2 separate regions of the Anser cygnoides genome follow, and region 2 is linked to region 1. Evidence: chromatin contacts called from public Hi-C data. All regions are on one chromosome and are shown on one strand. The core of a region is the stretch at or near the end of the contact, and the rest is flanking DNA. Distances in the headings are between cores, read along the strand shown.

Evidence for each region. Hi-C and Micro-C count contacts between places; a contact is called where the count stands out from the background.
Region 2: a contact with region 1 is called in a Hi-C map of liver, with 2.9 times the contacts expected there. The contact joins the promoter of LOC106044877 here to the promoter of CCND1 in region 1. A contact is called at or near these places in 2 of 7 Hi-C or Micro-C datasets (both in liver).

What each region holds. Positions count from the first base shown.
Region 1 is chr5:18,864,470-18,867,429 of Taihu_goose_T2T_genome, reverse strand. CCND1 (cyclin D1) reads left to right here and starts at 1,369. Exons shown (of 6, transcript XM_048058807.2): 1 at 1,369-2,818.
Region 2 is chr5:19,444,783-19,447,742 of Taihu_goose_T2T_genome, reverse strand. It overlaps LOC106044877 (carnitine O-palmitoyltransferase 1, liver isoform), which reads right to left and starts at 1,480. Exons shown (of 24, transcript XM_048058718.2): 1 at 1,323-1,480.

The DNA of each region.
Region 1 (2,960 bases), core at 120-2,619:
AGCTCTGTCGGCGGGATATCCCAAATCCTGTCCTTAGTCACTCCTAGCGCCCGGCGCACCGCTTCCTGGCGAAGCAGGCGTCCTTCGCTCCTCAGCCTCGCTTCTCAGCCTCTGACAGAGGACGCGGAGCGGTAAGAGGCACGCTCTGCGGGTCCCCGCGGCCACCCCACCTACATCCAACAGCCTGCTCCAAGGCACTCCCACACAGGCAGACGGGCTCCCCAGCGATGGGACCGCTCCTGCAGTCAACACAAAGCCGAGAGCATCCAGCCCGCGTTCGCCGGGCACCAGGTGCTGACAGAGGCCCCTCTCCCCCTGTGCCCAAGCCGGGTGAGCGAGAACCCGCACGTCGCCGCGGGGCCGGTGCGCTGCCGGGGCGGGGGCGGCAGGGCGGGGCGGGGCGGGGCGGGGCAGGGCGGGGGGCTGCGGGGCCGAGCGCCCGGCCCCCACGGCCAGCGGCCCGTGGCACCCCGCCGGCAGGTGCGCGGGCAGGGAGGCGCGCTCCCGACAGCCCGGGGGAGAGGGGCGGGAGGCGCGTGCCCGCGGCCCGGCGGCACGCCAGGAATGCGCGCGCCCGCGGCTTCCCTTTGTCAGAGGCGGCGGCGGCGCGCGGGGCGGGGTGACGTCATGAGAAAGTGCCGGAGAGGGGCGGGGCGGGGCCGGGGAGGAGCGGGGCGGGGCGGCGGCACCGGCACCGGGAGCGGGACCGGCACCGGCACCGGCACCGGCACCGGGGCGGGAGGGAAGGGAGCGAGCGCCGCCGGCAGCCCCAGCGCGCTACCAGCGGGGCAGGGCGCTGACTGACTGACCGACTGACTGACTGACAGCCCCGGGCTCGGTCCGACGGACCGGCCCCTGGCCGTGGGCGGCCGTTGAGGGCCGTTAGGAGGCCGTTAAGAGGCCGTTAGGGCGCCGCCCCCCCCGCCCGGCGGGCAGGTAGCGGCGGGGCGGGACCCGGCCGGGCAGGTGCGGGGCGGCCCCGGGCGGGGAAGGGCCCGGGGGCCGCGGAGCCCCGCGGGGAGCCCAGCGGCGGCGCGTGCGGCGCTCGCCCCCCGGGCCGGTCCCCTTTGTGTCGGCGGGACCGGGCGGCGAGATCTGCCCGGCCCGCCCGGTAACAGCCCGGCGCCGCCATTGGCCCGTGCTAATGGGCGCTTCCTGCGGCCGCGCCGCCCCGCGCCGCGCCGGGGGCTCCCCCGGGCCCCGCGCCAACGCCGCTCCCGCCGGCCCCGGCCCCGGCCCCGCGTGTGAGCGGAGCGCCGGCTCCTGAGGGGTGGCCGGGGGGGGCTCGGCACCCACCCGCAGCGGGGCCGGGGCTGCGGGCACCTCCGGGCTGCTGCGGGGGGCAGGCAGCGGGAGCGCTCCCCGGAGGCGGCTCCTGCCGGCGCCCCCAGCCAGCCGCTCGCTCCGGAGGCGTTGGGAGCTTAAATGGGCTCCCTGAGTTGACTAAACGGGATCCCCGAGTTGTGCGTCGTGGGCAGGCTGAGTTCAGGCCTGCGACTGCAGGGTCACCACGTGCTGCTTTATTAAAAATCGAAACCTCCCCGGCCTCCGTACGCTGCGAGAGCAGAGCTGCGTGTCCCGCGTACGCAGCCAACAGCCAGGCGCGGGGGCAGGCATGGGGAGCGGCCGAGAAACCCCCCGGGTCGGCCCCACAGGCTGCCGAGCGCGAGGGGAACTGAGCTCCGTGGGCCTCGCACGCGGGCGAAGACAAAATGGAGACGAGCGGTCACGCACAGCACTGAGCTAGGACGGCGGGCAGATACTCCGTGCAGAGAGGTTACGTAAGCACGCAGCCGTGCACCAACATGCCCTGTGAGCCTTGGCACCGCTTCCCCCGAGGTCATGCACTGGAGATGCTGCGCGGCCCCGCAGCGTGCGTGCTGCAGCCGTGAGACCCCCGGCGCCGCCGCAAAGCCCGCCGGCAACGCTTCGGCGAGCGCCGTGCCGCGGGTGGGTGCCCCCAAGGTGGGATCAGCCCGGAGCTGATGTCTGTGCTCAGGGTGGGCCCACGCAAGGCAGCGTGAGCCCCCGTTGTTCATGGCCTTCCTGCTCTGCTTTGGGCCCAGCCGTTTCTCCCGCGGAGCAGCCGGGTTGGCTTCGCCTCTGGTATTTTCCAGTGGGCCCCGAGCTCCCCTATCAGCCCGTGGAAAAGCGAGGAGTAGTTTAAAGGAGGCTTTTTACCAGAAACAAAGCAAAGCGAGGCGTTCTCAGGTACAGGCAGCCCGGCGGGGCTGGGGGCCGGGAGTTATTTACGGCGGGGCCGTGCGGCCGCACGTCACGCGTGGACAGGCTGTCCTCGCCGCATGGCACGGCGCAGCACGGCACGGCGGCCCTGGTGGGCACGGGTGGCTGCTGGCACCCCCCCCCCCCCGGCTCATCTCCCCGTAGGTGCCGGGGGAAGCCCTGGCCACCATTTTGCTGCTCTGCTGGGATATTTTCTTCTGGGTGGCTGTGTGCGGTGGGGGTGGGGTGCTGAGCGCGGCCTGCCCGGCGTGCGCTGCCACTCGCCGCGGCTGAGTCGGCTATCACCGTGTCCCCTGCCACCCCCGTGCCCCTTCGGGAGGGTAAAACCTTGAAAGTGAAAGGGGAGGCGTGAAGGAAGGAAGGAAGGGCGAAGCACCGTCTTTGCAGGAGGGGGGGAGACCCCAACTCCTTTAAATTTCTGACCCGCAGCAAAATCATCGAGGGGCTGGGGAGGAGGAGAAAAAAAAAAAAAAAGAAGAATGAGGAAACAGGAGAAAGCTGTTCCCTTGGGATCGACTACAAAGGCTGCACGTCCAGGTCGGGAGCGCGTGTGTTTAAAGGACAGATATTCCAGGTACGCATCGGTGAGGGCAGGCACGATAATTGATAAGGGAGAGCGAGGCGCTGGTGCTGCCCGGCTCCCCCTCCTTGGCGCCCCCCGTAAAATAATACCAACCACGTCTCCCTGTATTTATATCCATGTGTGCCTGTGTGTG
Region 2 (2,960 bases), core at 231-2,730, 580 kb before region 1:
TCGTAACCACACCCCCCCGCCCACGTGACCGCCGCCGGGAAGTGGGTGAAAGGTCGCGGCGCCGAGCCCGAGCTGGCAGCCGAGGGCTGCCCCAAAGGCAGCAGCAGCGCCCTCAGCTCGGGGCACGTTCGGGTTTGCTCAGAGCTCACACGCCTCAGCTGTTGGATGTCACGGTTTTTTTTTTTTTTAACGTAGGAGTAGCGTTTTCTTGCAGGAGGATGCTCTGAAGGAGGCTGTAACACCCCAAAACGACCCCGAGCTCCCAGCGCAGCTGCTTCTTGCAGCAGGTCACGGCTCTGTCAGAGCCTTATTTCTGTGTGAGCAGGTAGTTACACTTCTGCATCAACGGAGAGCCGCGTCACTCACCTACAACATCACCTGCAATATTACAATTCGGTAATGATTAGTTGTATTGACGAATCAAGAACACATTCCCGGTGCTTACTGTACAATTCACATTGGACAGAGGACACACGACCACGTTAGACGAGCGCATAGATCCAGAAACTGAAGAGGGCAGACAGGAAAATATAATTGAGAAACCCAGCACAAAACATCTTTCCCAGTCTCACTGCTGCACTCCTACACACGTGATAAGGAAATGAGTAGTCCCCTGTACAGTAATTTCCTCTACACTGCAGAGTTTCAACACGATCGTCCTTCAAGTGCTGATAAATTGCCAGGTGAGAGGAGCAACGGGCCGCTTCTCTCCATCCTACTTTGCGCTTTTTCCTTCCCCAAAAAAGGCACCCGACGCTGCAGCCCCACCACCAGTACCACAGCCAGTATAAATAACCAAAGTCACACTTAATGCTGATTTTTCCATTGAAAACTGAAGACACGGCACAAAACATTCGCGGTGCGTAAAAACGTGGCGAGCAAACGGAGACCAAAAGCTGCTGCTAGACCTGACCTCTCCCTTCCGCAACGAGCCTATTCAGCACGCCCACCCGGCAAACCCGGGCCCCGTGAGCAAAACGCGCGCGGAATTACACCTCAAAAGCACTTTTTACGGTGACTACGGTATTTCTGTGTAAGTTTCACAGCTTTCAGCCGGGTTAGCGCACAGCCCGGTGGCGCACAGAACTTGGCACCGCGCAACCCCACCGGGGATAAAAAGCCTGGGGGGGAGGCTCTGGAGCCCAAAACAGGGGGGACCAGCCCCGGCTCCCCACGGGGCCGCGGTGTCCCCCTCACCACAACCCCGTCCCCACCGCCCCTCAGCCGCCTCCCGCTACCCACACCGGGAACACCTCAGAGGGCACGCCGGCGGCTCAGCCCCGCTTCGAGAGGCTCCCCCGGCCCAGCCGGCCGCCACCCACCTGCTGAGGGCCGCCGCCGCTCAGCGGCTGCACAAGGGGCGGCCCGGAGCCGGCCGAGCGCAGGAGACCGGCGGCGAAGCGGGGAAGCGGCGAGGGAGGGAGGGAGCGAGGGAGGGCGGCGGCCGCTCCCCTCACACGCCCCGCCGGAGCCGCGCTTGCCGCCCGCCCCGCCATTGGCTGCCTGTGGAGAAGGGGGCGGGGATTCGCCGGCAGGGCGGAGGGGCGGGAAGGGCGGCGGGAGCTGATAGGCCGGCGGTGGGGGGTGCTGGGGTGTGATTGGCGGGCAGCGCCCGGGGGGCGGGATGTGAAGGGAGGTGTTATGGCGGCCTGGGGGGGGGGGGGAATGGGGGGGTGGTGGTCTTGGGGCTGGGGTGGGTTGGGGTTGTGGGGAGCGGTGTCAGGGGGCTCACAGGGCTCCTGGGGCATGGAGGCGGCCGTGTCCGGGCGATAAAACCCCAGGGATTGTGAGGAGAGGCAGTGGGGGTGTAGAGTTGTTGGGATACGGGTGTAAATTGGGGTAACATAGCACATGGGGGACCTGTCTGTGGTGCCAAGATGGGCTCCCTGCGAGGGCGCACCAAATGCAGGGGGCTGAAGGAGGTATGCTCAGTGCTTCCCAAAAGTAATTGCAGTCTTCCGAAAATGCAAAATCATGGAAGTAATCTAAATGAAAGTGTCAGTCACGGTGCAGAATGGCATGCAAAAGTTGAAATGATTGAATTTTATGCTTGCAATGGGCTAGTCGCTTTTGGGTTTCAAGAGGTCAGAGCTTGAATATCTCAGATGCTCTGTTTGATTTCAGTATGACAGGTGCAGGAAGCCTGCTCTGTCCTTTCTGAAATGACGTCAGACTACAGTGGTGTCAACACGAAGGTTCTGAACTAGGACAATTTGGGATTTATATTCTTTCCCTTGTGGGCAGATCCACCCAACCCCACAGTCCTGCCAGCTGGAATTTCCAGGATGTGCCTGAAGGCTCCAAAGCACACAAACATATGATGAAATCCAGAAGCGTGGACACTGCACACTGAGCCTCTCCCATATCCTTAAGATCATGCAACGTCAATAAAACGAAACACTACTGGTCAGAATTTTTACCTCCAGTGTTCCATGCCTAATGATGTGATTTTAAGATGTTACTACCCCAAGAAGAAGCATAAATCCCAGAAGAAAACAAGGAGAGGAGATTTAGATCTACTAGTATTAGCAAGAGGAGGGGAAAAAAAATAAAAAATAAGTAAATCACCACAAACCCAACTATGCCCCAAAGTTCAGCAGCATCCATGTTTACATGTATTTAGCCATAACAGGTATGGCTAAAAAATATATAATGTAACTTGAAGAGTTAGAAGAAGGTAATTAATAACTTTTGTCTCTTTGGTGTATGTGTTCTACAAGAAGATTAAAAATAAAAAATCATCTGCATATTTATCATTATGCACAAAGACAACCTAAAATGCCTTGATGTTTTTTGTTGATGATTGTTTTTTCGTCCAGGTGCTTTTTACCTTTGAAATATTAAACAAGCAAAAAACACACGTTTACACATACGTAAATCTGCTTTCTCTCATTCTACCAGGAGTTTCCTCATATCTTTGTCCCCAGCCAACATGTTCATCTACACGGTAATCAGGAAGG